Linked DNA regions of Gossypium hirsutum: region 2 is linked to region 1. The links are chromatin contacts, called in public Hi-C maps. All regions are on one chromosome and are shown on one strand. The core of a region is the stretch at or near the end of the contact, and the rest is flanking DNA. Distances in the headings are between cores, read along the strand shown. Region 1 holds the start of LOC107954126 (OVARIAN TUMOR DOMAIN-containing deubiquitinating enzyme 6). Region 2 holds the start of LOC121232203.

Region 1 (6,736 bases), core at 2,809-5,308:
AGTTTCTATCTACTGCTGAAGATAGGTTTGTTGTCAACTTTTTACATCAGATACTCACTTTGGGAGCTCTACATCAAATTGATTCAGCTACACTTCGCAGCACAGCTGCTGCATGGCATGATGAGTTTGCACCTCTGCCAAAGCCCTTACTAGTGGTTAACATTGGCTGGCCTACAAGTAACTTTTCATCTTGCTTTGAGACTTGTTTTTACAGCCTGCCCCACCATATTTGGAGCTTGCTTTTTTCTCTTATGGATTTGTACATTTGATTTGTCTGATCATAGTCTTTATGGTTGCCACTTTGCAAATAATATTCAAACTTGGTCTCTTCATCCTCCTTTTTTTTGCTTTATATATAAAATTTCATGATGCTGAACATTTTACATGGTGGTAATTCTTCATGAACTTCGCTTAGGTTGTAGTTTTTGGTTATTTTATTTTTCCTTGAAAAGGAAATAAGAATGACTTGGAGCATGGTCAATTTTTCTCTTAATCTCCAATAAATACCTGGATTTTGGTGTAATTAGATACTCAAATGAAGATTCTTTTTTGTTTTTTCCCTCTGCTATTTCTTTTAACCCTATGCTTTAATGTTTTATTTGTATGTTCATCTGCTTTCTGGTTTTCTCTGCAGGCCACTGTCGATATGGTGCAGATCTTGCAAAGCAGCTAACTGCTTATCTTCTCAATATCCTTTCAAGCTGTGGCACTGTCCGAATATCCTTCTCCAGTAGGACGCCTGAAAAGGTTTTAATAAATGACAATTCACTCATAATTTCTTTCTTTTCTTCTATGATGACTAAGATTATGTAGTTTTTACCATCAACTTGGCTGACAGGTATCAAAGATTATTGTGAAAGAATTTGCTGATAATCCAAAAGTTTACATCTGGGGCGGTCAAGGTATATTCAGTTGATTAAATTTAGTTTACAAGTGAAGTATAGATTGTATTTAATGAGATTTATATATCTATCTTCAGAACCAAATCCACATATGGGGCATTTAGCTTGGGCAGATGCTTTTGTCGTCACAGCAGACTCGGTTAGTCTGATAAGCGAGGCTTGCAGTACTGGGTACGATCATTCTTTACTGATATTGTTGAACATGTTGAACCCTCTGGATTATTTATTTTATTGTGTGAAATTCGGAGTTAGAATCCACTTTTGGTTCCATGCAGGAAACCTGTCTATGTTATGGGGCCTGAGCGTTGTAAATGGAAACTATCGGACTTCCATAAATCTTTAAGGGAACGAGGTGTGGTTCGGCCATTTACAGGTTCTGAAGATGTAAGTAAATATTCAATGGCATCCTTTCATTTACTTTTATTCCATCCCTTTACCGTTAGACACAGTTTCACAAGACTGGATGAAGTTACATTTACAGCTAACCACGAGATTGAGCTGAACCTAGTTCCTAACCAATTTTCTGCTCTTTCGACCTTTATAACTGGATTATATTGAGTAACGGAAGCTCTTCCGGTATTAATTATATGAATTAATTCCCTGGTTGTCTTTTAGATTGCAGAAAGCTGGAGCTATCCTCCCCTCAACGACACGGCAGAAGCAGCAAGTCAGGTGCGTGAAGCACTTGCTGAGCGTGGATGGAGGGTTCGGCCATAAATGAAGGTGTCGATAGTTGTTGTTGTAAGCACACTATTGATTTCCTTATTTTTGAAACTTGAAGCCTTAAGATTTGGGTTTGTTGAATAGCATATAAAAATACCACCTTCAAATTCATTCTTCCCCATTCAGGGATTTTCAAAATACTGTTACATGTAGAACAAAGGCCTTAGCTATTTAGAGCGGCTTGTAAAGCATGAAGAGGAGGGACAAGCATAAATTTCTTTTATTTTTGGAAGAGTTTGATTTACACACCTGAAAAACAGATCTGATGAAATGAAATTTGATAACATGTCATGCCAACAACATCCCTTTGTGGTGCTATAAATGTGTATTTTTCCTACTGTCATTTTCAATTTTTAATTTGCAAGTGGAAGAGTGTTGTTTTCACATGGGTTAAGCATGAGGCATTCCATAGATCTACTTCATCACAACATTGTGTTCTTTCCTGGGAAAATCTTAGCATTATTTGTTTTCATAAACGTAGTGCATTTGTTCACAGCTCTGGGATTGTTTGAACTTCATGCTGATTTTGCTTATGGTAAAGATTATAGGGGTATCATCCAGATATATTACATTACAAGCTACTAGAAAAAATTCAATTTCAATTTAATTATCATATTAAGCGTGAACGTTGTTAGCGATTTAGTTTAATTGAGCATTTCAATAGTTATTCCAAATTGATTCGCGTAATTTTACATTTTTTATGATAAATGTACAATTTCATTTTTGGAATATAAATATATATATATTTTGGATTTTAAACATTTTCAAGATTGGTAATTTCTTATTTTCAAGTACATAAAGGTAATCTTATTGGTGTGTCTTTCTTTCTTAATCTTACATTTCAATTTGAATATTTGCCCATTACTTTTATTATTATTTTTTATATCATTTTATATGTAAAAAGAAATGTAACTTTGATTAAAAACGGGATTTCACTTTTAAACACTTTTTTTATACACTATTTGGGGTAGGGATGGACACAATTTGAATATGTGTTAAATGGGTATCTAACAAGATAAGGATGAGGTAATAGAGTTTGAATTTATACTGAACGGATGTCTTGCAAGAGTTTTAATTGTTGCTAAATATAAGTCAAAACACTTTTAAGTACCATTTTACCACCATGTTTATTATTAATTATTATATTATTTAAAATAGTATTTTGATCTTTCAATAATTTTAATAACCACTTTTGATGAATTATTATATTATGAGTTTATAAATTTATTGAAACATCATATATTTACTTATTAATATATAACTTATAACATATTTATTGTAAGTTATAGTTTACCTATAATAATATAACATAAGTTTAGAAAAACTTTTGAATCGAAGAGAATATCCTTTATTTTTCATAATATTATCAAATTGATATTTAAAAATAATTATAATATAATATACAACAATAGAAAAAGAATTATCTATAAATTTAAATTTATAAATAAGATATAGCATAAAAAAAAGGGCAAAGAAAATTGGGAAAACAAATTTGCCATCCCACGTTTTATTATTGTACCTTTATCTAAAATAAAGTTTATTTTTGGATGAATTTTGTTTTCCAGGATGGAGTTTTGTAGATACCAAACTCACTGCTTTCATTGCCCTTTTCTTTTGCCTTTGCTTCAGTGCTGTTTTTATGAGAATTGTTCATTTGAAAAATATATTTTATTTTCATTATATTATTAATTTAGATTAAATTATAATAATCAAACTAACTAAATTGGTATTTACAAAATATGATTATCTTATTAAATTGATATTTTAGTATAAAATTAAAATAATAAAAGAAATTCACATGAATATGAAAGAAATCTTATACTACTTAATTACTGATTGACTAATTAAATTCATAAGACAACTTGTTAATTGAATTAGGAATATAATTAATAATTAAACAAATTCATTCAACAATCAAACAAACATGGATACAAAAGAAATTTTATAGCATTTTAATTAAACTAACAATAATTAATAATTAAACCATAAGACAACTTTTTTATATTACAAGTCAATTATATTTTTAAGATAAAATAGCATATGGATAAAATAAAACTCTAACCATCTTAATTAGTATTATAATTATATATCAATTAAAATTTTATCTTTAGATTTATAAATAATATCTAATCAAGTAGCATTTAAAAAATTTACTGATAAAAAATAAAAATTATTCATTTTAAAAATAATAATAATTTAATAAAAATGGCCATAATCACATCTTAATAAATATATTATATTTTAATAAAAACAGTGCAAGATAAAAAAAAAAAACAGATTTAATATCCGCCGGAAGAGAAGGTTTGATGTCACTAGCTCGCCTGACACGGAAAAGAGAAGTTACCCGATCATTAGTAGCCACGTCACTCTCGTAATTTTCACACGTGTTCCACGACAGCAGAGTAAGCCAAGTAGGCACGTGTGGAATTCATGAGGGAGGAGCCAGCACGTCGTCCGCGTCATCACTTTCCCCAAACGGTGGTCTTGCCTCCGATCCGACACCTCCTTTCTAATCTATCCCATTTTCTCTCTCTATCAATAAAAGAAGAAACAACATTTTCAATTTCCATTTTTCCTTTGTTTGCTTTCTTCCTCTCTCTTTTCTCTCGCTAAATACTCTCCTTTGCCTTCAAGTTATCTTCTTTTCGGCCTCGCCTTTATTCAAAAACCCTAACATACGACCTAATACCCCATCCCCCCCTATTTTTTATTTTTTTGTATTCATCTCTTATTTTGCAGATTTTAGCTGGGTCTCCAAACCTCCTCTCCTCCTTCCTTTGCAGGTGATTTTTCCCTTTTCCTTTTATTTCTTGCTCAGTCAAAGTTGGGTTTCTACTATTTCATGGTTATATTGCATCTCTCTCTCTCTCTCTCTAAAAAAATATTATTCGGTTTTTGACTTCTGGGTCTTTCTTGGTCGTTGGTGAGGTATTTGATTATTTTCTGTTTTGGAGTTTATTTTATTATGTTGTTGCCATTTTGCCTGCTTGATTGGTCTAAGAAATGGTAGGAAAATATAAAGAAACGAGAAGCTTTCGAGTATTTTAATTTTAGACAACATTTTGGTTCTAACCAGGAAGCCAAATTAGTTTATTAGGTCCCTCCCTTTCAATGAATCCTTGTTTTTTTTTTCTTATTTACTTTAATTATGTGGTATGTAACAAAGGGTTTTTGGTTCATAAGATGATCTTAAAAATTTCCTACCTCGTCTTGGAAACCAAACAATGTTCTTGGCTGATAAAGTTTTCAGTCTTTGGTTGATATTTTCTTGGAAATTTTGGATGGTTGTTGGTTGCAGCTTGGGCGCTTTTGGGAATTTTTCTGGGTACAATATTTCGAGTAATTTGAGGGTTTTATTGTTTAAAGTTCGAGGTCTGGGTCTCATGAGACTTGTCAGGGGAATGCAGAGATTGTTTCTTGATGTGGTGAACGTGCTGGGCTGGAAGAAATCCTTCAGCCAAGGGATTGGCGTTACTGTGCCCAAGGCAAGAACTCGCGACAAACCTATGAGTAGGGTTTTGAATTTCTAAATTTAAGGGGTTTTGAAGGGAAGAATTAGGACAGAGTATCTCACTGAGAATAGTTATCATCAAAAGCTATGACTCGCATTTTGGTTCAAAGAGGTTCCACTGGCAGCTCTTCTTTGAATCTGAGCCGCTCTTCTTCCTTGCCCGGACCATCTGTTTTTTTTTACTCATCAAGTTCCTTCAGCTGCAAAAGATGGGGAGGTTAATGAGGAAGTGTCAGAACTAGTTGCTTCAGATGAGCATTTAGAGTGTTCCAGGAGTAGTGAGAATAAGGGTGTGAAAGATGATCCTTTGGTAGAATATTTGCGAAATGATCGGAATGAAACTTCAAGTGATGCAATTGCTGAGGCTGAGAAAGTGAACACTCTTGCTGCCTTGGGTTCATGTGATATGATGGATAATTCAGGTGAAAAAGTTGCTTCTGAAACCGAAGTTTCAAGTGGTGAACCCTCCCCAATTGGCAGCAGAAGTTCTCATCCTCCTCCACCTCCTGCTCCACCACCTAAACCTTCATCAGAAAATTTAAATTCAAGAAGATTTGCCTCAGGAAGCTCAAATCCTGTTCGTGCTGGATCATCTAGAAGAGCTGTTGCCTGGCCCATCGTTTCTACAAGAACCTCACCATCTGAGTCAAGGCCTTCTTCTCCTAGATCTCATAGTGAGAATGAGGGTTACAATAGTGCTGATGAACAAAGCCCATGCTTTGTATCCTCATATGGTGATGCTGTAAGTTCTTTATTCTGGATAATCAAATCCTTTGTGTTTCATACTTCATTTTCTTATGGTGGAAAATCATCTAGTATGGAAATTTTCATATAATTGGCATGCAATAAGTATTAGCATTTTATGCTATTGTACTGTTTCTTTTTTGAATGATTGCCCTGGTTTACTTTAAACGGTATTATTTATCCATTTGTATCGTAAGGTTTTTATGCTGAATTTTTAAATTATATTGTTTATCTTGTTTGAAGAATGTTCTGTAGGTTTAGTATTCTTGCTGAAAAAGTTTGACCTGAAGTTAATGCTTGGGGTATTTTTTTTAAACGTGGATTAACTTCTGCTGGTTTGTTGTATCTGATCCAGGAAAGGGAGCGGCAATTTGAAATTGATATTAGACTAGCAATAGGTTTAGAAGTCAAACGGATGCTAGAAGATGGGAACTGCCTCTTCGGAGCTGTTGCTGATCAAGTGTATGGGGACTTTGAAGCTTATCATTTGATTCGTCAAATGTGCATTGACTACATGGTATTAATATCTCATACTTGAATCCTGTTTTTGAAACATAATGAACCATAGGATGTTATTGCTACGTTGTAGGTCCTAGATGGTCGATCTAAGACGCATGTTAATTTTAAACCGAGTGGAACAGTTTGGTGGATGTTTCCTTAAAAACAGAAAACCTTGAATTATTCCGAGAAAAGAGAACATGTAACTTAGTGATTGCTGTTTCTTTTTGTTTGGAAATAGAGTCCAATGATAACTGCTGAAGGAGTTTTCTAATAATGTATTTATCTGCATGGGATTATAAGTTTAGTTAACTGCATGGTAAGGAGATATGTATTTCCAAGATGTGGGAGATGAGTA
Region 2 (6,151 bases), core at 3,160-5,659, 150 kb after region 1:
CTTTCCGCCTTTGCTATATTAGCCGGTAGAAAATCCTTCATCCTATATTTAGACCTGAGCACACGAACCCAGAGAGCTTCATCATCTGTAACCAATTTGAACCCAAGTTTAAGCAAGAAAGCAATGTTCTGGTCCCGTAACTGTCTCATGCCAAGACCTCCACACCACTTGGGTTGGATATAGAGTCCCAACTAACTAGAGAGATCTTTTTCTTGCCATCGGAGGTCCCCCAAATAAAACGCCTGACTAGGCATTCAATCTCCTCACAAATCTGCCTAGGAATCATCATAGATTGCATGAAATAACTAGGAATGGCTAGAAGAACAGACTACGCTAAAGTAACTCGTTCGGCAAAAGAAAGTTGACGAGCATCCCAACTTTGAAGCTTCTTGAGGACTTTCTCAATCACAAAATGAATGGTGCTATTGGTGACTCTCTTATGGAAAAGAGAAACTTCGAGATACCGTCCAAGATCATTCACCTTTTGAAAACTGAGCAAATTGCTTAGCTGATTAGCCAAGGATTCTTCAACACCTTTGGAGAAGAAAATATATTAGTTTTCCTAGGATTAACCTTATGTCCTGAGAGCTCACAAAAATCATTCAGAATTTCTTTTAAAATCTTCCCATGTTCATCTGCTTTACAAAAAATCACAAGGTCATCGGCAAAAAAGAGATGTGAAAGATCTGGCCTCGAGCGAGACAGCCTTATAGGTTTCTAGCTTCCTTTGGATAAAGCCGACCTAATAGAATGCCCTAACCATTCCATACAGAGTACAAAAAGGTATAGAGAAAGAGGACAACCTTGTCTAATCCCCCTAACAGGTCTAAATTTGGCCGTAGGAACACCATTCCACAAAACCTACATGGTAGAGTTAGAAATGGCAGAGATAATAACATTTGAGAGATAATTAGGGATACCTGCCACTTGAAGAAAAGCATCAATAAAATCCCATCGCACTCGGTCATATGCTTTTTCCAAATCAATTTTTATCACCATCCACTTCTGACTCTTGCAGCTCTTCATCGAATGAATCACCTCTTGTGCAATGACAATATTATCGGTAATATTACGTCCAGCAATAAACCCCGCCTGTTCCTGCGCAATAATTTTGGGAAATATAATCTTAAAACAGTTAGCTATTACCTTCATTACCAGGTTGTAGAGGACAGAGCAAAGACTTATAGGGCGGAACTGAGCAAACTCCTCAGGATTCTAAATCTTGGAAATAATGACAAGCAGGGTATTATTAAGCCCAGCATCAATAACCCCACCGTTGAAAACCATTTTTACCCAGTCATAAATAGCTGGCCCTACCGTATCCCACTGTTTCTGAAAGAAGATAACATGAAAACTGTCGCTACCCGGAGCTTTTAAGGGAGTTATGTCAAACATAGCTCTCTTAATTTCCTCATCAGTGACCATTCTTCCTAAAAAATCACTATCAGTAGAAGCAAGTTTAGGGAACCTGCTAGGAGGCAAGGATCCCATGGGACCAGGATTTTCTCTATATAATTTTTGGAAAAAATTAAAAGCTTCCAATTCAACAACCTTAGGGTCAAATAACCAATCACCAAGAGAGTCACGAATGGTAGAAATACGATTATTTTTCCGCCTCTGCAAAGTGCGAGCATGAAAAAACTTAGTATTTTTATCCCCCAGATGAAGCCAGTCACAAGGAGCCTTTTATTTGCAGAGAAGTTCCTTATGGTGTAACACATTTTCCAACTCGTTTCTTATTTTCATTTCAACATGAGCTAAATGAGAAGAACCTAAAAAGTTTATTTTCTTCTGAACGGTAGACAACTGGTGAATCAGGTTCCTCTTACGAGTAGTAATATGACCATAAGTGTTCTTATTCCACTATTTGAGATTCCCGGTAAATTTATCTAAAGAAGCAGACATGTTCTCTTGAAAGACCCATTGATTTCTCACAAGATTTCCAAAGTCAGGATGTTCAACCCATCTTGCTAGGAATCAAAAGAGCCTTCCCTTAGGCAATGTAAAATTAGAACTACAATTGAGGAGAAGAGGACGGTGATCAGATTTAATTCTCGGAAGATGAGTAACTAAGCTATTTGGAAAAAAAATTACCCAAGCCTCATTTCCTAAAGCACGATCCAATCTCTCAAATAGATGACCCTTGTGCCACGTAAAAGGAGGTCCCCTAAAATCCAAATCATGAAGGTTAGACGAGTCCACAAAGTCACAAAAATAGGGACACCTCTTTCCGATTGAAAGGCCACCATTTTTCTCATCAGAAGAAAGAATAGCATTGAAGTCTCCAATCACCATCCATGGAGTTTGCCTAGCAGGAATAGTAGCTTTCAAATCATGCCAAAGATCTTTTCACTTCTGATGATTAGGACTCCCGCAACCGAAACCGATCAAAATTAGAGTGGACAAAGAATTATGCCAAATCCGAATAATAATGAATTGGGGATGATTTTGTAAAATCTCCACTTTAACAGACTTGTTCCAGCCAATCTAAATGCCTCCAACATAGCCAATAGCCTTCACACGATGTGAAAATTGAAACCCTAATTTTGCAATAATTTTATCTGCCTTAGATCCATTAACTCTGGTTTTCAACAAGCTAATAATATCGGGTTTGTACTCCATATTATACTCGTAAAAAATAGAGGAAATCTGGCATTGGCGCAACCCTGACAATTCCAAGAAAAAATCGAGAGATTCATAATTAATAGAAAATAGAAAAGAAACCATACCATTACTGTCGGGAGTCGATCACTCCACTAGGTTCACATTCAACAGGTGATTCCATTTTATCTCCCTTCAAAAGGTCAGAGGATATAAGCTTCACCACCTCTTTCATTGAATCGGCTAAAGAAACCCGCGAGTTTTCAGAAGTTTTAAAACGACTCCCACAACCTTTTAAAGCATTACTATTTTTACGCCCTCCTCTAGTAATGCCAAATTTTTCATTACTATTTCGACCTTTATTATCCGTTTTACCTGCATTCATATGCTTAAAAGGACTACCTTTAGATTGATCAGAGGAATTAAAAAAAATTTTAAAAGTGACAGCAGAGTGTTTCTCATGGTCCAAAATGTTATCAGTCAGCTGAACCTCAACTTTTACTGGGCCTTCAAATGCTGGGTTGAAGTGTGCCTTAATATCACCCGATTTACTAGCTTACGATTTTGGGTCACAATCATTTTCAAAGTTACCTGCATTTAACAAAACAGCCCCAAGTTCTTGATTAGTCGGGAATCAATTAAGATTTGGAAAAACCTAGGTCTTTTCGGTATTAGGCCACACAAGAGAGGCCTGTTTGTCACTAACGACCATAAAAAGAGGCGACGGCCTGTTTGACTTTTCCACCGCTCCATTAGCGTGATTGCCCGTGGTCCCCATACTCATAGGACCAATAGATATCGAAGGGACTTCTTTAGATTGATAGGCCTGCTGACGTGATCTATTTAGGTGTTCTTTAGGCGATGGCCCAACTAGAGACCCATTCGACGTACTATCATTTAATAGAGGCTTTTCAGCCTTATTCTGTCATTACCATAGCCCAAATGAGCTCCCTCCCCAATACGTTTAGCTTCTGAAATAGTTATATTAGTTTGGGCTTCCAAATCCAGGTCCAAATCATAAGTCTTCTTTTGAGCTCCTAAACCAATGTCCAAATTTTTAGCATTATTAATATGCGGGGAAGGCAAAGATTTAATAAACTCTTCTTCTCTAGAATCAAGAATGGACACATCAGATTCCACCGCTTGAAGATTTAGTTCCCTTAAATCTGTTAACATCTCCTTTTCACCACCCGTCTTCTCGCCTTCAACGGTAAGGGCATTAAATCGAGAGCCTAACCTTCCTTTTCCAGCATCCATATCACCAGAATCACGAGTATTCCCTGATCTTCGGCGGGATTTACACTCCACCAACATCCACGGTCTGAAAGCTGGTTCAGAGATCTTCCCCGGTTTGTCCTTTTTACTGTTAGGATCACCATCGGCCACCACTTTGTCACTGACTTTGTCCGATGTTTCTTTTGACAAGGAACACAAGTCCTTCACATGCCCGTATTTTCCACAGGTAAAGCAAACCGTTGGTAAGGCCTCATAAACCACCCGTTGCATTTCTCTATTAACACAGATTTGAGAAATAAGAGGTTTATCCAGGTTGATAAACAAAGCCATCCTAGCGAATCTGTTCCTAGTTCTATTATTGGTCTTAAAATCAAACTTTACAACCTTACCGATCAGACTTCCAATTGCTTCGAGAATCTTTCTTTTGTACATAAACCCTGGTAATCCAGATAACCTGATCTAGGCCATAACTACACCTGGGTATGGTTGAAGGGGAAAGAAATCTTTTGTCCATGGCTGGACTATCAAATATTGCCCAAAATTTATCCATGGTCCCTGTGTAAGGACATTGTCATAATCCTCCTTGTTTTGGAATTTAGCCAAAAAATACACATTCTCAATACCCATTAATTGGAATGGTTGTATAGGTCTCCAAAGGCTACTGATTCGATTAAAAAGAACACTATAACTGATATTTCGCCAAGTAATCTTAAGACTACTGTCATCTCTATCTCCTTATATAAGATTTCTTTAACACGATCAGAGAACTCAATTGTTGGAATGCCATTAATAGTGGACCTTATAATATCATCGTCTAACAGAATAAAATCTTCATCACTTCCCCCCTCAAATCCCGCGACTTCCTGACTAGTCCCAGACGAACCAGCCTCAAAAAGTTTATCTTTCCACGACATTGCCGCATTCAAATGTGGATCAAAGTCCACAGCCATGTCCACAGAAGCCCCATCGGAAACATCTTTAAACCTAACTTTCTTGGCATTGCGATCTTCAGATAGCCGCGAACCGTCATCACCATCGGAAGCTTTCAGAGAGTTTTCCATGCTATCTTCGAAGTTGGGTTAATTTGAATTTTACTCCTTTTCCCTTTTAGGCTAATGGGATAACAATATTCAATTTTTTCATTGAATTAATGTCAAGAGTGCATCGAGTACTAATTAAAAGAATTTTTATTTGATAATATATATCATATTAAGACCTTTTTTTATATATTTTTAAAAACAATTTGAAGTAAACTCAAATTTAATGGATAAATGGTGACTACGTACCAACATTAACATCCTAAAGCCCTGGATTTTATGGATTAAATTAAAGTTTGATTTAATTTTTATAAATATATTTTTACATGCGTGTTATAATTTAATTTTATTTATGAAATTAACAAAAACTAGGTGTATAATACATTAAAAATAAAATTAAAATCAATAAATGTTTTGAGCTGCTTAAGGAGACATCAAATTACAAATTGGTTTGAGTGTACCGGTAAAAACATAAAAGAAAAAGATTTAATGATAAATTTAGTCACTAATGTTTGCATGTTTTCTCAAAATGATCTTAATTATATTTTTGAATATTTTTGGCCATCAACTTTATTTTTTTAATCTATTTTTTAATAGATTTAATGAATAAATTCAAAGTTCCAATTTTTTCTTTTTTTGTAAGAGATTTCAATCTTTCGTACGTTGTTTAATGAGAAGTTTTTTTATTAAGTTAATTCTTTTAGATAATTATACTTATTTTCTTTAAACTAAGAGTTGTTTTTAATTTAATATTTTATTTTTTTATTTTATTATATAATTATTTTATTAGATTATCTAAATAATAAAATATATTTCATTACAAATATTTCACATATAAAATTATACCTCATCTTCATTAACTTTTTAACTATACTTTTATTAAATGTGTTAGAAAAATATATTAAAAAAATTGATGATAAAAAAACTCAAAAATTAAATTAAAATTAATTTAATAAAACAAACAAACTTACTGACCAAATTTATCATTAACCAAAGGAAAAAGGAAGCGAAAAGTTGAACCTTATCGCAACGTCAGTTACATGCACTTGCACGCAACGCACGCACAACTGACACAGAAATCCCTACTGTCACCCCCTCACATACATTGTAAATAGTCCCCTCTCAGACCCACAGAAAAATGTGAAATTGGCAAAAAGCATTCAAACCATTTGCCACTAAAAACAAACCAAATTTGCACCTTTTATTTTATTCAAAACATGGTCTCTCAATTCTTATAACCTACCATCTTCCCCAAAATCAGAAACCGTAAATCAAAA

Evidence for each region. Hi-C and Micro-C count contacts between places; a contact is called where the count stands out from the background.
Region 2: a Hi-C map of leaf shows a contact between it and region 1, with 3 times the contacts expected there. The contact joins the promoter of LOC121232203 here to the promoter of LOC107954126 in region 1. A contact is called at or near these places in 3 of 34 Hi-C or Micro-C datasets (callus and leaf).

The regions. Positions count from the first base shown.
Region 1 is chrA07:20,903,940-20,910,675 of Gossypium_hirsutum_v2.1, forward strand. LOC107954126 (OVARIAN TUMOR DOMAIN-containing deubiquitinating enzyme 6) reads left to right here and starts at 4,059. Exons shown (of 9, transcript XR_005930487.1): 1 at 4,059-4,408; 2 at 4,924-5,878; 3 at 6,236-6,397. It overlaps LOC121232199 (mitochondrial fission protein ELM1), which reads left to right. Exons shown (of 10, transcript XM_041117741.1): 5 at 51-177; 6 at 635-747; 7 at 839-902; 8 at 980-1,073; 9 at 1,178-1,286; 10 at 1,518-1,925. The coding sequence ends at 1,619.
Region 2 is chrA07:21,053,570-21,059,720 of Gossypium_hirsutum_v2.1, forward strand. LOC121232203 reads right to left here and starts at 4,410. Exons shown (of 2, transcript XM_041117749.1): 1 at 1-4,410. The coding sequence starts at 4,269. The coding sequence ends at 3,499. It also overlaps the pseudogene LOC107953165.